2 separate regions of the Aphis gossypii genome follow, and region 1 is linked to region 2. A link is a contact called in public Hi-C data. All regions are on one chromosome and are shown on one strand. Each heading gives the region's core, a stretch centred on a gene start, on an enhancer-like site or on the middle of the called end of the contact. The rest is flanking DNA. Distances are from core to core; before and after follow the strand shown.

What was found. Hi-C and Micro-C count contacts between places; a contact is called where the count stands out from the background.
Region 1: a Hi-C map of whole body shows a contact between it and region 2, with 4 times the contacts expected there. The contact joins the promoter of LOC114129814 here to the promoter of LOC114128885 in region 2. A contact is called at or near these places in 2 of 2 Hi-C or Micro-C datasets (both in whole body).

The regions. Positions count from the first base shown.
Region 1 is chr3:43,288,067-43,294,274 of ASM2018417v2, forward strand. It overlaps LOC114129814, which reads right to left and starts at 4,798. Exons shown (of 5, transcript XM_027994659.2): 1 at 3,803-4,798; 2 at 2,342-2,433; 3 at 1,957-2,097; 4 at 720-1,001; 5 at 1-576. The coding sequence starts at 3,812.
Region 2 is chr3:43,100,036-43,106,144 of ASM2018417v2, forward strand. It overlaps LOC114128885, which reads left to right and starts at 2,171. Exons shown (of 4, transcript XM_027993489.2): 1 at 2,171-2,604; 2 at 2,689-2,896; 3 at 2,970-3,207; 4 at 3,800-4,075. The coding sequence starts at 2,421. The coding sequence ends at 3,982. LOC114128875 (abl interactor 1) reads left to right here. Exons shown (of 6, transcript XM_027993478.2): 5 at 1-175; 6 at 244-1,124. The coding sequence ends at 407. All of the region lies in intron 1 of LOC114128857, which reads left to right. LOC114128881 (glycerol-3-phosphate dehydrogenase [NAD(+)], cytoplasmic) reads right to left here. Exons shown (of 9, transcript XM_050202659.1): 7 at 5,382-5,488; 8 at 5,235-5,324; 9 at 3,989-4,331. The coding sequence ends at 4,304.

The DNA.
Region 1 (6,208 bases), core at 3,548-6,047, 190 kb after region 2:
AAGAACTCTGTCAAAGTCCGTAACTTTGTTTAAACATTTATTTAGCACATTTACATTACTACTTTGTAACTGTAATTTTAATGGTGTTTTATTGTTACATTTTTCTATTTGCTTAATATCATCCTTGAAAACTTTTATTGGGTTTGAAATATTTTGGTTTGGGTGATGTACATTGAGATTAATTCTAGATGCATCTTTTCGAGAAATGGATGAATCATACCTATGTTTAATTTGGTTTTCCAAAATATTTTGTGAGCTTTGTTCGTGCAGATCAACATCAGAATTTGTACTTGATTTATTACATAGAACATCTGTTGATCGAAGAGTTCTTGTACTTCTGAAAGGCCTATTAGGCTTTATATATACATAGTAAGACTTTTTTCTCTTTACTTTAGGAAGATTTATAATAATATTACAAATTCCTTTATGTAAACATCTAATATTTATGTTTTTACTGTATTCAGTAATATCAGCTAATGAATACCAATTGTCAATATTATCACATATTGTATTCCATTTTCCTGAGCCATAAACTCCCGACGGATAAGGTTCAAATGGAATTGTTCCATTGATATTCTATAAAACAAAAATTGAATAATTTTTTTTAGTTAATCTAAAAATATAGTAGTACATACAAGTTTTTCAGTAATTAATTTTAAATAAATAATATAAATGTGAGATATAAATATTCAAAATATTATGGAGTCCATTTAACTTACATGTTCTACTGGTAAGTTAGAAGATAGATCGTGTATATTATCAAAGTCTTCTCTATATAATTTATTGCTACCAAAATACCAATACACTGATTTATTTAGGTCATATCCTAGTGGTTTTACATTTAACAAGTGCAATATGTTAGGTTTATTAGATATTTTATCTTGAATATGCTTAACATCAAGAATAAAATGACAATAAATGTATAGAGCTTCAACTTTTTGTTTGCGAGTTAAATCATCAAAATATGTTGCGGAATCCAGTGAATATTTAAAGTTGTAGAGCTGGAAAATACATTCAATACATCATTATAAATTTATAATTTTATATCTTTTACAAGCATATAATATAACTAGGGTCTGGGACTTTAAACACTTAACTATATATCTTTGGGCATTAAAATTTGTTTAAATTTAAAACAATTCACGGACCTTTTCCGTTTATTCACTACCAATGACTACACACACGTGTTTCGGCACTCGTCGTTCCGCTACGCACAAATCGAAAATATCTCTCGACTTGCTAAGCAAATCCATCTTAAGTAGATAACAGGGGACTTACCGACCAATGCTGAATAGCTACTTGGTTGAGAACAAAGTTAGATTTGAGGTGGATTTGCATAGAAAGTCGAGGGATATTTTTGATTTGTGTGGAGCAGAGTGACGGCACCGAGGAGCATAGCGACGAGTGCTCAAAAACGCATATAGTTATTGGTAGTAAATATATACACATAAAGCACACTTTATACCCTCAAAATCTAAATAATATGTTTGTGGATTAACGATAGTGAATGAACGAAAAAACCAAAAAAAGTAATGGTAGTGAACTAACGGAAAAGGTCCCAATTCACATAATTATAAATTACTAATTCAATTGCAAAAGTGGATTAAACAAGTAATTTATAAGCAATAATCTAATAATAAGAAATGTAGAACTACTGCTTTCCTTCATCTTATGTGTATTTTTAAAATATTTTATGTGTTTAACAAATTATTTGCTTTTCAAATAAAAAATCATAAAATTTGAGAAATTGAGAAAGATAAAAGAAAATTAAGTTTATAATAAAAATAATAAACTTGATAAAAAAAAAAAAAAAAGCACAAAATAGAAATTGAATTTAACTATATGAAAAATATACATGAAAGTGTGTAAAATCTACTTCAATACACTGTTTTGAAACAATTTAATTTATTAAATAATGTTTAAAAATTAATAACATATTAATATGTTGGCACTTACAATGCATTTTCTTTGAAAAATTTTTTTCATCATACTCCACCATTCATTTGTGCCTGGGTCATAAAAACCACAAATTTTAGTAAATCGAATAGCCATATCAGTCAACAAATATGAATTCTCTTCAATTGCATTTTCAAATTCCTGTAAATTTTTTTTAAATAGTAACTTTATTTTTTTATAATAAAATCTAGTTGAATATTCATTGTGTAAGATTAAATGTTTTCTAAGATATTTAGTTATATACATTTTAGTCTATCATGTTTATTTAATTATTATGAACATGTCCCATGAATTTTTATAAAATAATTTCAAACTAAGTAGGTACTGTTAATTTTTTTTCTTCATTAAATTGAATATAATTTTTGACAAAACATTCTGTACTTACATTAATATCTATTCGACTGACATCTTTAGTGATAAGAGTGAAAACTTCACAAAAATGCACAATACTTGGTATTTCCCACCAAGTTTGAATTTCTAAAATATAATAAATTATTATTATAGGTAGATACTATAATATATATTATATTAAACTAATACAAAATATGCATTATAATAAACAGACAGTGGATTACTAGATTTTAAGAAATAATTATAAACATTTATTAACTTTCCTTTTTGGAAATTTTAAGGTACTTTAATAGGCATTTAAGTTAAGGACCATATTTTAAACATCGATGTTCAATGTTAAATGGTATTTAGTCCCCCCGACCTTAATCTAGTAATTACTAGTAATTTTTAAATTCTGTGGTACTAAGCATGTATATTTTTTAAATATATATTATATTGTATATTTTTTAAATATACATGCTTTAGTCACCCCAAAAAATTAGGCTAATTGCACCTATGATCAAAATTTAAAAACATTTATTGTTTTGATGTATCGGATTCTTTTTATAAAAAAATTTAATTCTGTTTTATAGCTATATATTATAGATAACACAAATAACAAATAAAAATTATATTTTTCCTTTAAGATTTACATGGACCTTGTAATATGTTAATATATTACAGGGGCGGCCAAAAAGTCGATCACGGATAACTTCAAAGTCAATTATGTTAGAATTTATTTTTAGAGCCACGCGCCCTAAATGTTTTTTTATCATTAGTTATTCAATAATAAATTTTTTCTATGGAAGTCGATCCTCAAAAGTTAAGTATATTTTTAGTAGTTGTGACCAAAAAAAGTTTGGCCATCCCTGGTGTATTATAAATTAAATATTTTTTATAAAATATAAATTCAACAATTTAAAAAAATATACATACATAATATTATATTAAAAATTATGTACAGCATAAGTAGGTACCTACTAGTCAAAATTAAATTGTAGGGATCATAATGAATCAACAGATTGCAGAAATAACAATTTATTTAAATGTTTTGATTGCAATATCAATTTTATTTGAATTATAAGAATTATGTTAAGTTTACTATTTTATATATTTACTACAAACTAGGAGTGCATAAATTTGTAATATTTATGTTTAAATAAACATAAAAATGCTTTAAAATTTAAATTTACATAAAAAACTAAGTTTTTTAAATTTTTTTATTTATTAGCTACTAGTATTAAACTGTAATAGCTCAATAATTACTAAAACTAAGTTATTCAATTATTCTTTAATATAATATATCGGAATAGATTCATTAAATCATTTGGTTTTGTAAACTAAATAAAAATATAGGTAAAATAGGTATACCATGGTCCTATAAACTAGTTGATAGGTCTATGCTATATACATATGAATCAAACACTGATTATAAAATGTTATCTTTTTCGAAATCCATTAAAAATTTTATAAGTACTAAAAATAATTTCGTATAATTAAATAGATAGGTACTTACCGTCCATCATGATTGACGAAAATACGAAAGCGTAGAAATGAAATCGTCGAAGACTAATTAGTAATTATTTGGTATATGTATCACAAAGGCATATAAATATAGTTGTATTTATGTCTATGGAATATTATTTGCAACTTCTTCATGAACAATACACATACATTATAAGTTGTCAGTTTGTCACTATTAATAATGTACAAATGTATCGGTTAAACTCGTAGGTATCTCTTAAAACGCATTATGATATCGTTCAAAACGCATAAGAAATATTAATAATGATTGTACCTATTCGTTCAACGTAATCGAACAGGTTGGAGGTACGTATTCACAATTACAAAAACGGAGGTGGGAGTATAATAGACGTATAACGTATTATAGCGCACAATCGAAAACTATCTCCAAAAAATCACTTCTCCTACAAGGTTAGAGGCTTAGAGCATAAAACACAAAAATTCACATCAATGTTCGAGCAATATAATAAAGAATTGAAGACTCGATTTCTCAATGGATAACGACTGAGCCACTGAACCATTGAACGTCACTGAATGAGTCAAACAATGAGCCGTCTATAGTATTAACATTATTAACAGTAAACACCAAAATCGTTTATTTGTCCAACCACCAAAGATCGAACTTCGTTTACCGCTGTAATAGAAAAAACTAAAAGAACTAAGAAGCACTAGAATGAGACACAACACTAGAGTGCATTAGTACGGCCACACTAAATTGAAGTTTAAACTTTGAACCGTTAACTAAGTAACTGACATACTGACATTAAAACAACGAAGAATGAAACAAACCCATTTTGAATTTTTGACTTTTTGTTCGTGAAAATAGTCGTTGAAAGTTGTCAGTGTGACACCGAAAAGAAAACTAAAAGTTAGAAATTATTGGGATATCAGATGATGCATTTCGACATGCTGATTGCTGACATTCTGTCAGAATAGATGGTCAGTCGGTCAGATAGTCCATGTGACCATGTCACACTTTAACATAATATTATTATCGACGGTGATCTTGCCCGTTAATGCCACGTTGCCGTTTCTTTCAGATAAAAAGACAAGTGTTTCTGTGATTAACCAACTCAAGATGGTGTTGCATAGCAAGTCGAGGGATATTTTTGTTTTATTTGTCCAAGAGCAGCGAAGCGAGCCCTAGGGATGGGATTATGGTTCATTTAAGTTATCTGAATCTTTCAGATCATCAAAAAGATACGGCTTAAAGACCCATTCGCGATCTGATGGATTATTTCAAGCCTATAATGAATCAAAATTATTGAACGGAATATTCAGTTCTACTGTTTCGATCAAACACGGTGATTCACGTTCGTGATTCGCTCGGTTCGGGATTAGGAAGAGACAGTGTGAACCAAAACGAAAAAAAATATCAGGTGATTCGGATCACCTCGTTTCGGCGATCTGAATCATATCGTTCATATTTTGTTCTGTGATATACTGATATCACTACTTTGATTCGTTCAATTAGGTCCGTTCGTTCGCGAACGACATAATGACAATATGACATCTCTAAAGCAAGCGACTGACAACGTTAGTATCGCTGTAGTTTGTAAGAAAAAAATCCTGGTCCCCGCGTATGCGCTTTGATAAATAAATTGTTCACCAAATGTAAACCAATCATGGGGCCGGTTAATTCATGGGTTTTATTTTGTGAATTTTGGATTTTGAGGTGGAAAAAGTAATTAAAAAATTCAAAATTAAGCTTGCAAAACATCACAGAAATGTATAGTGTGACACCGAAAAGAAAACTTAAAGTTAGAAATTATTGGGATATCAGATGATGCATTGCGGCATGCTGACATTTTGTCAGGATGGTCAGAAAGTCCACGTGACCATGTCACACGTTAACAATTAACATTATTATCGATGATGTTCTTGTCCGTTATTGCCACGTTGCCGTTTCTTTCCGATAAAAAGACAAGTGTTTCTCCATAGATAGAAATTTTACTAAGCCTCCTCAGAAGTTCAAAATAAAGGTCTTAGCACTTTTTACCCTACTTGCCATCAAAATTATAATGAGCCTAAATTTACAATAACTACCTATAATAATTGTAAAATGTACTTTCATTTTGTTGACATGTAATGCCATTGATTTCAGTCAAATTTTCTGACCATCATATTATTATAAGACGTCAAGTCTGGCCTGTTAAAGCTACTTTGGGAGGGATGTAAATATGTAATACTGTAATATTATTCTATTGGATCTGAAGCTTCCTCTCAATGGTAATAGTTTTCAAGGGTACCTTATTTCGTTTATTAATTGATTTGTCAAATGGAGTATTAAGTAGACTGAATACTTTAGTCTCAATTATAATTCTAAACTTACAATAGGTAATTTATATTATTATATGTTTGAGATTTATTAAAATAATTAATAAGTCAAAGACGTAAA
Region 2 (6,109 bases), core at 921-3,420:
CATTCTTCATCTGCAGTAGTCACTTCCCCTCAACAACAACATACTAGACAAGCATCAGCTTCTCCACCATTGCCACCACCTCCAGAAGATCATTTTGGTCATATTGCTGCTGGTCCAATTGTGCCCCAAGAACCTGATCTTCCTGGATGGGTTCCTAAGAATTATTTGGAAAAAGGTAAGTTTGAAATTTCTTAGTCATGTATATTATACATATTAAGTTATAATAAATAATTTATATTTCAGTAATTGCAATTTATGATTATTATGCTGACAAAGACGATGAATTAAGCTTTCAAGAAAATTCAGTTATTTATGTCTTAAAGAAAAATGATGATGGTTGGTGGGAAGGTGTAATGGACGGTATCACAGGCTTATTCCCAGGAAATTATGTTGAAGGCTGTAAATAAAGCATGTTTACATATACTAAATTATTAATAGCTTTAATATGAATTTATTATTACTACAATATATAATATAATATAACAACATGTTCATTTTTATTAAAGAGCTATAAACAAAATAAGTTTAAGTTTAAATTTAAAATTGAATTTGAATTATTTATGTATTTAATATTTAATTAAGATAAGATAGTAGATTTTAAATTAGTTATAATATTAAATATTTTATTTCAGCGAGTGTTCTTCAATAATTATCTAGTATGTGTAATGACTATAATATTTCATGTGTTTTATATTTAATGTATGAACTATAAATTAATTCAATTCGTAATTAATGGGGAATGATATAGTGATATAGAATCATTATAAATTGGTAAAATAGACCTGTTGAATATTTCTTTACTTTTATTCATTTTAATTGCACGTTAGTATGGAATATTTTCATGCATTAATTTAAAAATATACTAATATTATTTAAGTTAAGTGTTAAATTAAAAATATTGCACATTGTACACAAATAAACATTTATTTTTTTTATTTGTATAATTAATGGTATAACTATTATTTAATTACATTTTTATAAATAATATTATATATGATATCTTTTAAATTAAATTGACTATTGCAATAATTGTTATTAAAATTATACAATATTAATTATTACAATCATATTTATTATTATATTTTATTTAAATATAATAAAAACAAATTTTAATCATTACTTAATTATAAGTTTGTACTTTTTTTTTATTTTAATTTAAACTAAAAGTTCAAAATAGCTTTATGGTAAAATCTATAAGGATTTTGAATATTATGTAGATGCTTCTTTTCAAACAAAATTTTAATATATAAACTTTTATAAATTACTAATATTTTTATACAAAATTTTAATTCTTAAAATTCAGTCATATCAAAACTTGAAGGAAAACTTGTAAATACTATTTTTTAATCTACAGCATAGTATTACATTTTTCTGAAAAAAAAAAACAACAAAATTAAAATTTTAAAATTAACTCTCTATTATATAGAGATAAATTTACTCTAAACATTTATAACACCCAATGCAATCTTTGTAAATTGTGATTATCATGTTATCTATATAGTGTATAATTGTATAGGCTCAGAAACTCTGAACCATATTAATTCATTGATGTTTTTATAAAGTATTAATGGAAATATTATAAAATAATTTTTATATTGGTCTATTTCAGATTATGATTAAAATAATTAGAATCGATTTTAATGTTTAAATTTTAAACCACTGTAATAATTGAATAACTGCCTGGAAATTATTTTAGATATTACAAAAAATATCTATTCGCATAAGTTTAATTGTTATGTTTGAACGCATAAATAATATTATGTAAAATTTAATTTAGAATTTTTGTTCATTTATTCACTAAAACCTTAGACAGGTCTAAATTGAGATTTCCTATCCTTAGTTATTCTCTTTTAAATAGTTTTATTTTCAGAGAAATTTGACTAAACACTAGACTTGAGTTTTCGACCTTTAGCCTTTACAATCATTTGGTAGTTCGACGTTATTTTTCACTAGTTTATGTAAAATTTATGTAACTGTTGTCTTTTGACTTGTCACAATGTGTGAATCCACATTCCACTATATTTGTTACACGAGTACTCGGACTCGGACATTCCGAGCTACGACTGTTATGAAGTGTGATAATGGTTATCACTTATCAGACATGTTTATACTACCTATAAACAATAATATATCTGATATCACGACAGTCAACAGAATTTAGTCGCCAGTCGATCCTTCGTGATTATGCTTATATACCTAATATAAACCAAAAATTCAATATGAGACATGCGTAATGACTTATGCGTCAAATGCGTGTACAAGTGTACAACGCAAACAAATGTAAATGTGTGTTTTTGTGTTATAGTCACACAAAAACCCATCACTCGGAAAATTCCAGACCAGTCGCTTAATGTTTATATTTAACGCAGTATGTAGCGGCTATTAGTAGGTAGGAAGTTGTCATTTTTTTTTTTATATAAATGACAATGATGTTGACCACACCGACCAATGTCCCGTCAAAAAAAACACAATGCATAGCGCTCCTCGTACCCGTCTTCTTACCAGCAATCCACATACTGATTCTGGAAAAATTCTGGAGCGACTTCAATGTAAACGTCAACAAGGAACACTGTACGTGTTCCTGTTGGGACACTGTGTTCAAAGGTATGGGTAATTCTGCGTACATTTGTACAGAGGATTTTAAAACGAATAGGTTGTTGGTTTTCAAATACGAAATTTTTGTTTTAGGTCCTTACGAAGCAGGTGTTGCTAGATATAAACATATGTACTTCAACGCTACAGACAATATGTTTAAAATCTGGGCGATTACGGCTGTATGCACGATTGTGCTGTACGAAAGCGTGAAAAACATTGTCAGGCTGTGCATCGACAAGCAGATACGCTACAACATGATGTTGTTGTTTATTTTGTCGATGTTCTCTCACTATTACTCGTGGTTAGTTATGCGCAGCTCGCATAAATTTCTGTGTTTACTAGCTGCTAAGCTTTGACAATGCAATATTTTCAAGGTGGTCGTTTGTCAACTATTGGAACGACGATTTTTATTCGCAATGGAATCATCAGATATTCTTCACCATTACTGAACTATATTCCACTGGTATTTTGTACACAATATGTGATCGCAGAAAAGAAATAAATAAATTCCATTTGTTTTCTATCATTGCTGTGGGCTTAATACATATGTTGGCTGCTGGCTTCGATCAGTTTGTTATTAATGTAATTGGAGGAAGTGGATTTGCACATCAAGTAAGATTTTTTTACAAATTAATTAAAAGTTAGCCTAAAATATAGTAAAATAAAATATAGATGTATTATATTTAATCTAATCTGTAATGTATGTTAATTAATCAACTTTACTAAGTATTTATTATTGGTATCGAGTAAATGACCTCATTCAATGTTCAACATGATACGGCTTAACTGTGATTAATCTACTCTATTAATTATACATTAGAATACAAGTTCATACTAAGAAAACATCATGTTTGGTACATATTATCTGTTAATACGCTATACACTTATACATAGCGTGTCATGAATTATCAGTATTATCAGTTTTAGTTATGAATTTGTACTTGATACTTATTTTTTATTTTGCATACTTATGAAATCAAGTTTTAGCTAAAATTAAATGTTCTATAAGCAAAACTAGCTCTATATTTTTACTATTCTTTGAATTTGTTGATGCATACTTTTTTTTAGTTTTATTTGTTTTTAACTTTTGATTTATTCTGAATAATATCCCAATGCCATTACTTTACTATCTAAAAAATGATTGATGTTTTAAATAGATTTAATTTTATTGTTTATAAATTACTCACAATAGTTTTGTTTTTAGGTGATAAGAGACCTCTTTTTGATGATACCAGATATATTAAATATTATTATACCATTATTTGAAATGAAAAAACGAAGATTAACCATCAAAAATCGCTATGCAGATGATCCAAGCAGTTTTAAAGAAATATTGTTACTAGTTATTATTGTGACCTCTGGGTTGATAATTGTTTCATTACTGTAATAGGCATTTATTTATTTTAACTAATAAAACCTATGTATATATTTATATTTTTATGAATAGCTTTAATACAATAAAACTTGGTAACATTTAAAATTGGTGCATTTTTGTTTGAGGTAGTGCAAAAACAGACATTAACATTAAAAATGACACATATGACATAAATAAATATACCTACATTATATAAATTTAACAAGAATGATTCGGAACAGTTTGACATTGATGTGAATTGTGAGTATATATTGTATAAATATAGTATCTAACTCTTGCAGAAATAAAATCATACTGTATGACAACCTAACAATGTTGGAACAACTATCCCATTTATTCTCCATCAACTTGTTCAGTTTTTCTAAAATAAAATAAAACAATAAAAATTTATTAAACATAACTTAAATTTGTATTTGAATTAAACAAAAAAAATGAATATGATTCCTACAGGTTACATTTATCCAGATTTAATTTGTCAGACCTGTAAAATTATATAAATGCTTAGTAGTTTATTTTAAACTAGTGAATAGCATGCATGAAATATAACTAACTTATGTCAACAACATGATTTTAGGGAATTAGAAATTAAAATTTTCTACAGAAAAATAAATTATACAAAAACAAAATAAAAATGTACTGCTCACATTACAAATAATTAAGCAAATATAGTAACAATAATTATTAATAATTATTAATTATACATACAATTACATTATAAGCAGTAAAATATAAAAATAGATTATTTGAAACAAATTTTATATACATGCAATAAATTATAAATGAGAAAAATTAGTTAAAATCCCACAATTAAATTATTCTAACAATATGCAATTAAATAAAAAATCTATTCGAATATTAAGTTATAAAATAAACACCTAATTAAGAGTTACAATGAAAATTACTTTTACTTTTGTTACATAAGCTCAACAAATACAATATTTACTACAAATTATTGAATTTTACTTTTAAATCAAACTAATGATTATTTTATTAACTATTTAGTAACATACATATTATTATATTTATTTTATAAGTGGTGTATTTATAGCAAGGTATTGATTCCTTCATTGAGCCATGTTTATTGCTTATACATACAAGTTTTTATATTTTTAATCATTGTGTATAAATAAAAATCAATTATATTATTTTCATAATTTTTAAACAATACTTTATACTTTTCTATTAATAATCTTTAATAAATACACCACTATAATATTTATTTAAATTTTAATAGCTAGGTGACTATAGTATATAAATAACTTACGTGTTGGTATTTAATTTCATTTGTTCAATTAAATCGCTAGGCTTTAATTCCCCAATACAAATTTTATGGATAGTTGTAAACAATGGGAAACTGAAAAATAAATTAAGGTATAAATAATTTTTTTAATAACATAATGTTTAATCTTACTCATTTTCCATATTTTTATTTTTGAGCATAAAATTAACTTCAGCAGCTGTGATTGGTCCTTGAAGTTTTTGTCCATTTAATAATTCTTTTTCAAGTTCCTCAATTGACTAATAAATCATAAAACACATTCAAAATTAGTAATAAATAATTTAATCATAGTTAAATATTTTTCCAATTAAGTTTGTCCAGGTATTCTTTCAATATACATTTTATTCCTCATTTATAAATAGTTTAAATTATCTATTAAATATTATTGGAATAACATTTACACATAGATATGATCTAGGATTATATTTTTAATACCTGCATTATATTTATTTTATTATATTAGTTCAATATGAGGTAATGACTACTATTAATTACTCATTATTGATTTTCGAATAAAATTCAAATTCCAAATAAAAACCATTAAAATATTTTGTTGAAAACAAGATAACCATTACAGTGTATCACTATTAATTAAAATCATTTTGTTGTAAACAAATTAACAATTAAAGTAAACTTCTATCATCAAAACAATTGTCGATAAAAAAATTAAATTATGTTATTGAAAATTTAAAGAACAGACATTGTAATTTTCAAACGCACTACATAACACATCAGACTTTGGTCATTTGAATATGGTAAACAATTATGATTAAATAACATATAATTTAACTATAAAAGACAAAACAATACGATACGTGAAAATTATAGAAAACATGTCATCAGAATTATAAATTATTAAA